Regions from separate parts of the Gossypium hirsutum genome. Here region 1 is linked to region 2. A link is a contact called in public Hi-C data. All regions are on one chromosome and are shown on one strand. The core of a region is the stretch at or near the end of the contact, and the rest is flanking DNA. Distances in the headings are between cores, read along the strand shown.

What was found. A called contact is a pair of places that touch in the nucleus more often than the background predicts.
Region 1: a contact with region 2 is called in a Hi-C map of leaf, with 3 times the contacts expected there. The contact joins two enhancer-like sites. A contact is called at or near these places in 2 of 34 Hi-C or Micro-C datasets (both in leaf).

Annotation. Positions count from the first base shown.
Region 1 is chrD07:16,810,858-16,817,582 of Gossypium_hirsutum_v2.1, forward strand. No RefSeq gene overlaps it. Among protein-coding and RNA genes, the nearest start is that of LOC107904440, 9.3 kb to the right of the region's middle. Within about 2 kb of position 3,669, at least 9 of the 9 cell types and tissues checked have an H3K27ac peak or open chromatin away from gene starts, as enhancers often do. A contact at or near this core is called in leaf, where this site is marked.
Region 2 is chrD07:16,648,565-16,654,640 of Gossypium_hirsutum_v2.1, forward strand. No RefSeq gene overlaps it. Among protein-coding and RNA genes, the nearest start is that of LOC107954107, 18 kb to the left of the region's middle. Within about 2 kb of position 2,262, at least 4 of the 9 cell types and tissues checked have an H3K27ac peak or open chromatin away from gene starts, as enhancers often do. A contact at or near this core is called in leaf, where this site is marked.

The sequences.
Region 1 (6,725 bases), core at 2,419-4,918, 160 kb after region 2:
CATAGAATATTGCCTTTATTAGTTTTAGAAAAATCCTCATCTCGAGAAAACAACATGTCATATCTAATGCGTTAGGACACAACGTATCGAATTCCCGAGAATGAGATTTTTATTTATGTGTTTTGATTAAAGAATATTCTCGATTATTTAGATTCAATGAGGAAAATTGGAACCCAATACGTTAGGGCTCAATCCTCTCGAAGATCCCAAATATTAAGTATTGTGTTATTTTGGAAGACTTTTGAACAAAAATGCTTTCGATACTTAAATGATTGTAACACCCCAAACCCGGTCTAAACGTTATGACCGAATCTGGCCGTATTCGACACCGGAATAGGGTACGAGGCATTACTAGAAGACATACATTTGCATACGTATTAAACCGAGTTGCAAAATTTTATCCAAATCAAAACTTTTAAATTATTAACGTGATTTTATAATTCTTTACAACATATCCTCGAAATATTATATTCATAACAAATAGGGCTTACGAGACCCGATATTTACTCATATAATTCAAAGTTTCATTTCCATTTCATTCAATTCACAATTTCTCATGTCCACAAACCAAATCAATTTCTCAATCCAATATATATATTTCAATCATCTAAGAATATAATTCAAGTTACACGAACTTACCAGGCTAAATTGCAGAAATACCAAAATTTAGGGACATTTTGGTAATTTTCTATTTTCCTCGAATTTCCATCCAATCTTGATATAAATTAATATTTCATTCAATTTATTAATTTAAATAATAAAACAATTCATTTCATGCAATTTGGTCACTTTTTGACATTTTTACAAATTTACCCCTAAAATATTAATTTTATTCAATTTAGTCCCTGAACCTAAAACATGCAAATTAGCCATTTTTAATGAAAACTCATGCTAGTTGAATAATCAAATATTTTCCTCCTCCTCCTCTCCATTACACATCCTTAATGTATATAACATGCTTATATGTAACATTATCTATAATTTCACTATTTATTTATTTGTTCATTCAAAGCTGTTCACTTGAGTCATTGTCACAAAATTATTTATATCTTGAGATATGTAACTCTGAATTGAGATCTGTAAATTTTCTCTAAAACTAGGCTCACATATATTTTTACTAAAAAATTTTAAGAATTTTTGGTTTAACAAATAAGTATAGTTTATTCTTTAAATTCATCCATGTTCTGCTGTCTGACAGTTCCGACCATTCTTCACTAAAAATTAATTATCTCCTGGTATAGGATCCAGATGATGTTCCCATTTGTTTCTCATGAAAATAAACTCATTCAGGATTTCAAACATATAAATTTAAGCCCATAATTATTTTTCTCCAATTTTTTTATAATTTTCCAAAGTCAGAATAGGGGAACCCGAATTCATTTTAACCTTGTCTCGCATAATTTATTATATCTCATGATTTACAATTCCATTACTTACACCGTTTCTTCTATAAGAAACTAGACTTAATAAGATTTAATTCCATATTTTTTTCACTCTCTAATTAGATTTCCATAATTTATGGTGATTTTTCAAAGTTAACCTACTACTACTGTCCAAAACTATTTTAGTGCAAGATGTTGATTACTAAGTTTATAACTTCCTTATTCATTTTCTCTATAATATTTTCCATCACTTTCTCTTATTTCTCTTCACTAATATATCAAGAACATAAGACTTTATTTAAGAAAACTCTACTATAACGTCATTTCCATGCTTTTTCAATAATAACATACTTAAAAATATATTGAAATCTTGATGTTCTTACCTTGTCCTATTAATTTCAATCTTTAACTTGATTTTCTCTCTCCTCCAGCTTCTATTTCTGGAATCTAACTTGATATTCTAACTCCCCATAGTCTCCTTGTTATCTTTCTCTCTTGATGGATATGAAAATTCTTTTGATTTCTAAGTGAAAGTGGTGAATTTTTGGTGAAAGGATCAAATTGTAAAGAAAAGAAAGTTTCTTTCTTTCTTTTCTCTTCATACGTTGGATGCATGGGAAGAAGATGAAGATTCTTCATCTTTCCTTTCATATATATACTAAATAGAATAATAATAAAATAATAAAATATCATTTAAAAATCAAATTAAAATATTAATAAACTAATATTTATTTAATTAATTAATCTAAAATATCACCAACATCATCATTGCCTTCTAGATTTCTCTCTCTTCTAATTGACCATTTTTCCCTTTATAATCTTTAAAAATTCCCTCCTTGAGTCATCACCTAATTTGGTAAAATTATGATTTAGTCCCTCAAAATTCTTCACTTTTTCAATTTAGTCCTAATTCATCCATTTTCCTTAGTTTCTAGATTATTCCACCCTAAAAATATTTACACTATTGGTCATTCAACTTTTTCATATTTACACTTTAATCCATCAAATTTTGTGTATTACTCTTGGGCAACAAAACTTTTCTCACTTTTGCGATTTAATCCTTTCTTGAATTAATATGTCATAATATAATTTCCAATGTTGTCATAACTCAAAATTTTCTTTTTTGTCACTTTATTTCCTTATTTTACTATCAGGGATACCTACTTTCTTACTGTAATAATTTTCGGTGTATTACAGTAGTAATTTTCGGGATATTACAATGATATTGGACGTAACCTTTTAAACGAACCAAACACAATGAAATGACGATATACAACGAAAACTAATAATTTACAAACAAAACGTATACTGACAACAACAAATAATCAATGAACTAAGAAATTCAATATACACAATAACGATAATCATAAAAAATATTATCTAGACATTTATATTGACATCAAGATGAGATAAGTAATGTGAAAATCTGAAATAATACAAAACAATATCAAGCAAACAATACAAAAGAATTTTTTTAAATGATATAAAGGCAATTTAAAGAATATAAACTAATTTAAAAAAACAACTAGTATACAAATTAATTCAAAATAAAACAATATTTATGTATAGAACAAATTTAAATAAATTATCTATAAAATATTCAAAGTTACACATACATTATTCCACTCATATTGTGTAAATATAAAACCTAAGATATATATGTAAAGATGTTTAACAAAACAGGATATATATTATAGAAAAATATAGAATAAATAATAATAGTTTTAGAAAGAAAAACAAATAATATATAACTTGAAATTGATAATATGTAGATGAAATTTAATATAAAACCAGAATTAAAATCAATAATATGTATAAATATATATAAATAAACAATATAGTACAAATGATATATACAATTTGAAATAAATAAAATAATTTACGATAAATATACATAATTGAATTTTTTAAAACTAAATACATAAATAAAAGTATGTATTATAATTTCAAAAGAAATTATATAAGTAAATGAAGTCTAAATATATATATATATTAATTGGCAAGATTTTGTAAAGTTTTAAGCATAGATTAAAATTGGAAATAAAATTCAAATAAAATGACAATAATAGATGCACAAAAAATGTTGAGGGACCAATAGGGAAATTAACCCAGGCTTCCTAAACGCTGAGCTCAAAGGGACTAGAACAAAAGAATCCAAAACAAACTGGGCAAATTTAAAAAAATAAAGAAAACATAATTTAAAACATGAACTAAAGCAGAGGGATTAATGGCGCAAATATCCTATCTTAGACCCAAAACACGCAGATCTAGCCGCATCAAGGTCGAGTCATCGGGTATGGCCGATTCGGTATCGTTTTGAAGCCATTGAAACCGGCTTAAACAGTACCGTTTTATCATCTTCATAAAACTAAAAAACAAAATCCTAAACATGCATTTGACTGTTTTAAAATAGATTAACAAAGCCCTATTCTCCTCCGCTGTTCGACGCCTCGCCGTTTTCGATCCCTAAAATTCTTGTTCAAGCTCCGATTGCGAGAAGCGAACAGAGATTCAATCGGCACCACCCTAAAGATAAATCCCTCACCTCTTCTTTATTTCTCTTTTACAAACAACAAGTATAACAAACAAATATTGAAGAAACAGAAAAGAAAAAAGAAATCGAAAAAAAAATGAGATTTCAAATCACTTTTCAAAACTTTAATGGCTTTTTTTCTCTGGTATTTTTTTACTGATTTCGTATTGTCTCCGTGTAAAAAAATTACAAAGGTCTTTCCTTTTGTTTTATAGCCAAAATATCCGAAATAAATAAAAAAAATACAATATATGTTTTTTCTGTGCTGTTTTTTCGTCCTATTTGCAGGTACGGAGGCCAGCTGGCGGTGTACGGAGGCGGTGGCACAGCACGTGCTTGGCTGAGGCGACTGGAGGTGTGCAACGGGTGGGTCTGCTGTATAGTTTTAGGGTTTCTGTTTGGGGTTTGTCATTGGGTTTTGTTATTGGGCTTGGGATTGTGTCTGGGTAGTTCAAGTTAAAAACGATTTAGGCCATGTTGGGCCTATATATTTGGACTGTGGACTATTTAAATTTGGTTTTAATATTTGGTTTGGGCCCCGGGTAAAATGAATTATTACAATTAAAATTATTTTAAAAAAATATAAAATTATTAAGTGCATATAATTTCCAATTTCCACCGTTTCTTCTTCCCCACAGTTTCTTTCCATCGTTCACCATCATCGTCGTCGTCTCCAATTTTCTTCCCCATTGTTTCTTCCTTCCACAGTTTCTTCTTCCTCATTGTTTTTTTTTGAAAACCTCAAATTCCATCCTTGAGCTTCGACCTTCCTTGTCTCCGATTTTCTTTTCCGTTCTTCAGATGGCCTCCATTTTTCAACTGAATCTCCAGTTCATTTTCATCACTACTATCGGCCCCTATTGTCCCCTAACAAACCCATTACCCCTTAACAGTTCATTTTTATCATTGTTATCTCTAGTTCATTTTCATAAGATGGCCTCCCACCAAACCCATTGCCCCCTAACAGAACCGCCATACCCATCTACCATCACCCTCTGTCCCTATTATAACCCACTTTCTCATTGTTGAACCACCACGCCCAAAACCCCCGCAATACAATAACCCGATATTTTCTCACCATTTCTCTTCACTTATTTAAGTTCCCATCCAAGATAATAACATTTTGGTTTCCGCTTCTATCAAGGTCTTTTGAACCAGATTGATTATTCCCAACCATGAAGAAATCAACCCTCTTCTCTATTTCTCTAGCTGCTACAATTTCTTTTTGTACTTCCAATTTTTTGTTTACAAGCGAGGTAATGTCTTTTCACTTTATGATGTCCATGGTTTCTCTCTAAAAACTAGATTTCTTTTCTTTTGGAAACAAAATTGTCCAAGAAAATGATTACCAAGAATTCTTGATTTCAACGGTGATGTTCAGTTTTCTTCTTTTTATTTTGGTGTGTTTGTATTTATATAATTTTGATTCGTTGATTTGCATAATCTCAAATTGAATGTTTGATCTTTCCGATTTTTTATATTTCCCCCTCTCATGAAATCTTCAAATATTTTTACATGAAATCTCAAGTTAAATATTCAAGAAACTGTGGAAGGAAGAAACAATGGGGAAGAGGATCGGAGATGACGACGATGATGGTGAACGATGGAAAGAAACAATGGGGAAAACGAAATTGTGGAAATTGGAAATTATATGCATTTAATAATTTTAATAATTTTATATTTCAAAAAATAATATAATAATTTTATATTTCAAAAAAATAATTTTAAAATCATTTGTTCACGTTTGTGCTATTTTGTCAGCATTTAATTATATTTAGACTACTGTATCAGCGGTTAATGTTGATCGTTAGTCAATTAACAACCACGACAGCATATCCGTTAAAACATATCAATTTGACTAAAAAACTTTAGGCATTAAAAGTGCTCCAAAAAAAAAATTATAAAGGGCCAAAGTGACCAAATAGCCAAACGTTAAGGGCTATTTTTGGTATTATGTCAAAAGGTTATTCCAAGGCGATAATTGAGTGTGATAACAAAATTGCAGCTGATTTTCTCAAAGATAGCTCAGAGGTAATATCATCGATGTCATTGGTTCGAAGAATAAAAGAAGAATGCAAGTGAAACTGGATTGTCAAAGTCCAACATGGTTTTAGAGAAGCAAACAATGTAGCTGATTGCATTGCTAAATCGTGTTCCAGTAATGATTATGAACTGAAAATTATTGAGTTTCCTATGTTTTGTATTAAATAGCTCCTTTTAGAGGACAAAATGAAGAGTTCTCATGTAAGAATAGTTAGACTTTAAGTAAAGAAGGCTTATAAAAAAAATTATTTTCATTGGAATTGTTAATCTAATAATAAATGTAGTACAACTTTCCATTTTCTTATTGTCTATTTCTCTTCATGTTCTCATCTATTTCACCATTGAATTTCCTTTTCTATTTGTTCCCTCTTCCTCTCCTTGATTATTGGATTTTTTTTCATCTTATTCTTCTTTTGTTTCCTTTTCCTACTAAGTACTATAATCAGTAAACTAAACTTAAAAGCACTTTCTTTTTCTTATCAAAGATTTAGTGTTTCTTCTATACTAATATTTGTTGTTTTTAACACATCTTAGGATGGAATTTTAAGTTTCATATCGAAAGTTTTATGTCATGTAACATTATTAAAAAAATTATATAGTTTAAACATGGATGAAGATATTTTAATTTTTATAAATAATATTATTTGTTAAAAAGATCAAATTTGTTTAAGATAATGTTAAAAATAAATTATAAATATATAATAATAAGTTTATAATTTTAAATTGTTTAAATTTATTTTTATGAAACTTAAGCACTATTTAAATTT
Region 2 (6,076 bases), core at 1,012-3,511:
TACTTTCAGGGTCTTGCAACGATGATTTGCTTACACCATAGTAGTAACACAGCTGGCCAATGTTCAATAGATAAATTACACAAAGATATTCATATTATGGGCAGTGATCACTAACGCACTAGCTGCCGACTCTATTAAAGGTCCGCGTGTGCTATTTTACAACTTTCTTGGTGGTAGGAGGTAACCTGTTAGGTATTTACACGCACAGTAAGATAATGTGTGCATTTGTTTTGAATTCTTAAGACTTTATGTTCTATTTTAAATAATTTTATTTCATAATTAGATCTAAAATGTTTTATATTTATATAATTTTAATAAATTGATAACTTATATTATATAAATTTTAATATTTTTGTGGATTTATATACATATCATATCATTCCAACATAAACGTACCAGTCTTTTTTTAGATAAGCTTATAGCCTTATTTGTTATACCTATGGGGTTCAGAATTGTTAGTAGAAATAGCTAATATCTGGAGCCCTTAATATGACGTATTATATATTTTTTTATAAAATTGAAATTAATAATTTGTGAGGTTTGATATTAAACTATGATTACATAAATTATGGATCACCTTTCCAAACTTAGTGCAATTTTTCAAAAGACATTTTCAACCCACAAAATCAAGATGGTTCTGGAGCAAATCATGTATAATTATGAGTGTGGTTATTTGGTACACTAATAATGTTTTTTTTTTTGTTTTTGTTTTATAAGTAGTTTCAAAAAAATGATATATATATATTTTAATGTTTTACTATATTCACATTTGTCAACCCCTAATTTATGAAGTATAAAGATTCCACCGTTAGTGTATTAAATAATTTCCTTAATCACAAATATAGTTATAATTTTTAAGCATAATTATTTATTTGACCCTTCAATTTTACAAAAATAAAAAAAATTCATTTTAACTCTTCATTTAATTTTTCGCCTCTTTTAACCATTAAACTTGTATTGTTTGTCAATTCATCCCAAATGGATGAAAAAGTCAACGTTTGCTAACTTTCCTGATGTGGCATCCACGTGGCAATCCACATGTATGCAATTAATTATTTTTTAAAATTAAAAATATTTAAAAAATAATTTTATATAATTTCTATTTTTAAAATAATTTTTAAAAATTTTAAAAATTTTAAACTTTAAAAAATTAATTACTCACTGATGTGGCATCCGCGTGGTTCATGTGGTAATCTATGTGTATGTTACGTCAACAAAATTAAAAAATATTACATTTTCCATATATTTTGGGGTGATTGAACAAACAACGAAAATTCAAAAACTAAAAAAAATAAAATGAAAAGAAAAAATAACTTTTTTTTATAAAGTTAAAGGTTCTATTTACCTATTTTTAAATGATTTCAACATTGAAATATTGATTGTTTTTTTTAAACATGGAGTTCTTTACTTTAAGTAAATAAGAAAGTGGTTGTGGTATCACACCCATAAGTATAATAATTAAAGAGTCCAAATACGTAAGTATGGAACATGTATGATGCATAAAAAATACAAAGCAATTAAAATCATTAATATAATACATTAAACACGTATTATATATCATATATAAATTTGAAATATTTAATAATTTATGATTATGATATTTTGAAATAACATTAACTCGGGTAAAAGTATTAAGGAAATCTTGTAATTAGATGTTGTATTTTAGTCTCTACTAAATAAATTAGTCATTATACATTTCGAAATGCACAAATTAGTTCTTTATTAAAAAAATTTTTAATAGAAAGACAAAAACATGTATAGAAGATTTCCTAATACTTTTACCGACCAACTCACTTTCAAAAGAGAGCAAAGAGAGGACAAGAGTAAAAGACAATAAAAAAAAAGCCCAAAGCAAGATTCAAAACAGATGGCCACACACAAAACCATCAACAAAAATTAAGACAACAAGCTCTGCTCTCTCGTATAGCCATGGAGCTAGCCAAAAAGCCCCTTTGAGTTTCCAAGCAGAAAACAATGAAACAACAAGCATTAAGGTGGCTCAATCAACAACATGCATTACTATCTCTTAGAGAAAGTAAGCTTTGGATATCTAGAGGAACAGGGATGCTAGACTATAAACCAATGGAAACCCTTATGGATCTTAGTGTCAAGTTTGTTCCAAATCAAGGGGAGCCCCTAAAAGATCCTAATCAATATTCAAAGGTTGGTTGGGGAACTTATTTTCTAAGGATGTGTTGGGGAGTAAGGTTAATGTGCATGTGAACGGTTAACTCAGACCCAATCTAATTTGGGCCTTAAGTTGAAGTTGATAGCCATAGAATGTATGAGTTGGACTTCTTTCAACTATTTTCCTGTCGGACTAGTTAGAGGTATTTAGGGGTACTAAAATAGAATAAGAATTGAACTAATTTCAACAATATGTAAAAAGATTGAAGATAGTGAAACTGTACTTTATGTTATTCATTTTTATTTAATATTAAATTTTTATTATATATATTATAATTTAGATTAAACAAGAGTAAAAAATACTTACCAAGGGTTAGCCCAGTTCTAGCGAAGTGCGTAGAGCCAGTTGAACTGCTCGACTCCATCAACAAATATAATACTAGCTAAAATTTTGGTTTAAAATTTCTGAACAGCTTAAATGGCAATTATATTTATGAGTTGGACTCTGACAATGACTTTGATTTGGGAGCTATAATAATTTTCCTTATAAACTAGGACCAAAAAAAGTTTTTAAAGAAATGATTTACTAAGTAACAGAAGAAAGACTACAATATCATGGGTTTTAAATAGGCCTAATTCTGCTCCCACTCCCTATGCTTTGAACATTTCAAAATTTAGTCCTACTATTTTTCTCTTTACTCTTTTGGTTTAACAATTAAAATCCAATGAATAAGGCTATCAAAGAAATTCTATTAAATTAGACCATCTAACCTTTTAAAAATTAAAAAGTTGCTCAAGTGGCATATTCAAAATGTAGCACAAGTCATGTAAGGAAAAAAAACAGTAACTTTCATTTGCTTTTTTGAAATAGTGCTTACAAACTTAGATTTAACATTTTTTTAATTTTGAGCAATTTTTTTTATTTTAAAAATGTCACGTAATTTTCTTTAACATAATTTGTTTATGATATTATTAATTAGACTTCAATTATAAATTAAAAATTAATCGAATGAAATGTAAAAAAAAATTAAATGAGAGAATTAAATCTTGAAATATCATCATGAAGTAATAATAGAAGTTAAAAGTAAAAAAACAAAACCCAAAGAAAGAAAGAAAGAAAGAAAGAAAATAAACAATTCATGGAGTGCGAGTATGACCTTGTATTACACATAGGGACAATCTATGACATGTGTGGCCTTTGTAAACTGACTACTTTTTCAGAATTTGTTGGTGCAGTATCTCATCACTTTTTACTAATATTATATATATTGTCCAGACTTTGTGAAGCACCACCAAGCCTCCTAAACCATGTAGAATGCACATATGTAAATATTCCTAAAGTTCATTTGTTTAGTTAAGTATTTTTATAAGCTTTTCTAATCATTAATGGCCATAAAATAAAATATTTTGTTCTTAAAGAAGGGAGGGAGCTTGAGAAGTAGGCCAAGTAGCTTTCTAAATTCCTTTGATTAGTTTATATGGTGATAATAACTTTCTTGCTTTTCTTTTTCACATACAAGTTGCACTAGCTACAAAATTTGTATATGTATAGAGTGATAGATACCATGTATTATATATCCTTTTCAATGCATGTCAAAGAAAAAATTTTGATGAGGATAGTTCAAATTCTTTTTTAGTGAGATTTTTTTAATATATAAAAAGAAATTTCCACAAAATAGGGCATTGGTTATGAAGATTGATGAAATTTCGTATCTAATTTTTCTTTAGGGTGCTTTTGATGTTACATATTATAAATTATTGAGTAGCGAAGTATTGTTTTCCGGTATGCTTAGCCAAGCAGGACAAAGTGTTGATGTGGCCTCATTGCCTACACGCTGCTGGTTTATTTTTTAAAGCTAGAAACGTGTCTGTTTTATAAGGTATTAATATGTATCTAATCAGGTAAAAGTATTATGGAGGCTTTTATATTAGGAGTTAGATTACATTTATTTCTTTTACTACAAAAATAGATAAATTAGTCCTACCTTAGATCAAAGAGCAGATTGGTCATTTTATTAAAAATTTCATCCATTTTTACTATTAAAAATTAATTTCTATATGTAAAAAATGAAGTACACGTAGCATGCTAGGTATAATAGTTTAGTTATTTTGTTAGTCATACTCATTTTTAATAATAAAAATTGATGAAATTTTTAATAAAAATAATTAATTTACTTTTTATCTAATATGCAAGAATTAATTTATTCATTTTTTGATAAAGGAGTTTATACTCACATCTATCCTCCGATACTGCGTTTAGACCATCAGACAAAATGGCAGGAATTGCCGCCATTGACAGAGACTCTTAAGGGAATGTCATCAACGAAGCCAACGCAGTGAGGGTTAGTTGTAAATTAATCGAGAGGCATGATAATGTAGGTCTGATCAACGCCTTCAATGGAAAGTGCAACGTTTCTTGGGCTGATGCCATCATCCATGGCATTCCTTATCCGCTCTACCAAAGTCGAGTTGTGCGAGGTTTTAAATTAAGAACTGGCTTGATTTTCTTTGTCATTAATGAAATGTCTTATTCACCAAAACCAAAATCTTAAACAAGCTTTTCACCGTAGAAATTAGGGCAACAACAATAATAATAAAGAAGCTAAAAATAGTCGCAGGTTTTCAAACCCTTTGTCACACAAACCAAGATGGTTTCAATCATTTGTGAGGCTGTAAAACAAGATTACTGTATATGGGAATTATTATTGCTACCAAATGTGCTACGATCCGAAATTCCCTAAGAAACTACATTACAGGAAGTTAAAGAAGTTGGAAAATGATATATCCAAAATCGAATAGTGAAGCAGTGTAATAAAATACAAAATAAATCCATGGAATCTTAAGGCAATTGAAATTATAATTAACTTTTCAGTATCCGTGACGAATAGCTAAAAATTTTACTCCTTGAGCTCAATAAGATTTGAAGATTTGATTATATCTTCATTAGTTGAAAAAGCAACCACATTTGGAAAGAAAATGAAATTATAATAAAGAGATCACCCTTTTTATGGGACCACCAGAAAAGACTTTTGAACCACAACGACCATTATTGGGTTTGATTAATTACTTAGATTCATTAATTTAATGTGATAATTTAGGTATACCAATATAGTACTCAACAACTCATAAATTAAAAAATAATTGTTGAAAATTTAAGTTGTTTGAGTTTTAGTTCGGTTGTTTTCGATAATATTGTAATGCTAGAGGACATAGGTTCGAGCACGTTAATGATTGGGGAGAGTTTATGCGCCTAATTCTAGGCATTATATAAAAAAATATTAAATTTAAGTTATAAAAATATTTGATATATTACTTAAAAATATGGAATATAATTAGATTATTTGATAAATATAAACTATAAATCATAAAAATTTATTATACATTTTATCTTTAATTTTTTAAACAATTCATCTTATTTTAAACAAAATCAAATTTTGAATGTAGAATATTTATAAGATAATATCATCTTAAAATAAATTAAATTAATTGAAAATATTCTTTATTAAGTGATAGTGGCTTTTATCTATTTATCATTTTCCACACCTTTTTATAGAATAAATTCTATCAAATTACTTTTATTTTGGATTATCAAACTTATCTAAAACGAAATTATATAATAGAAAATATTAATTTTAAATTAATTTATTTTTTTAGCTGTTTATAAAACTAAGCGTTAATTCTTTTTTTCCCTTTTAAATGAATTTTAGTCTAATTTAGTATTGTTTTTAAAAAATATTTTTGAAAAGTGTACTCGAAAAATATAATAGAAAAGGACTTTAGAAAAGATAAAAGTGTTCATTTAAAAATGATGTTATAAATTAAAAATATATATATTTAAAAAATATTTAATTTTGTTAATATTATAATATTTCAATAAAAATATAAGAAAATAATTCATTGTATCTCATTTTGATATTTTGCTATATGAAATATAAATTTTAAATATTTT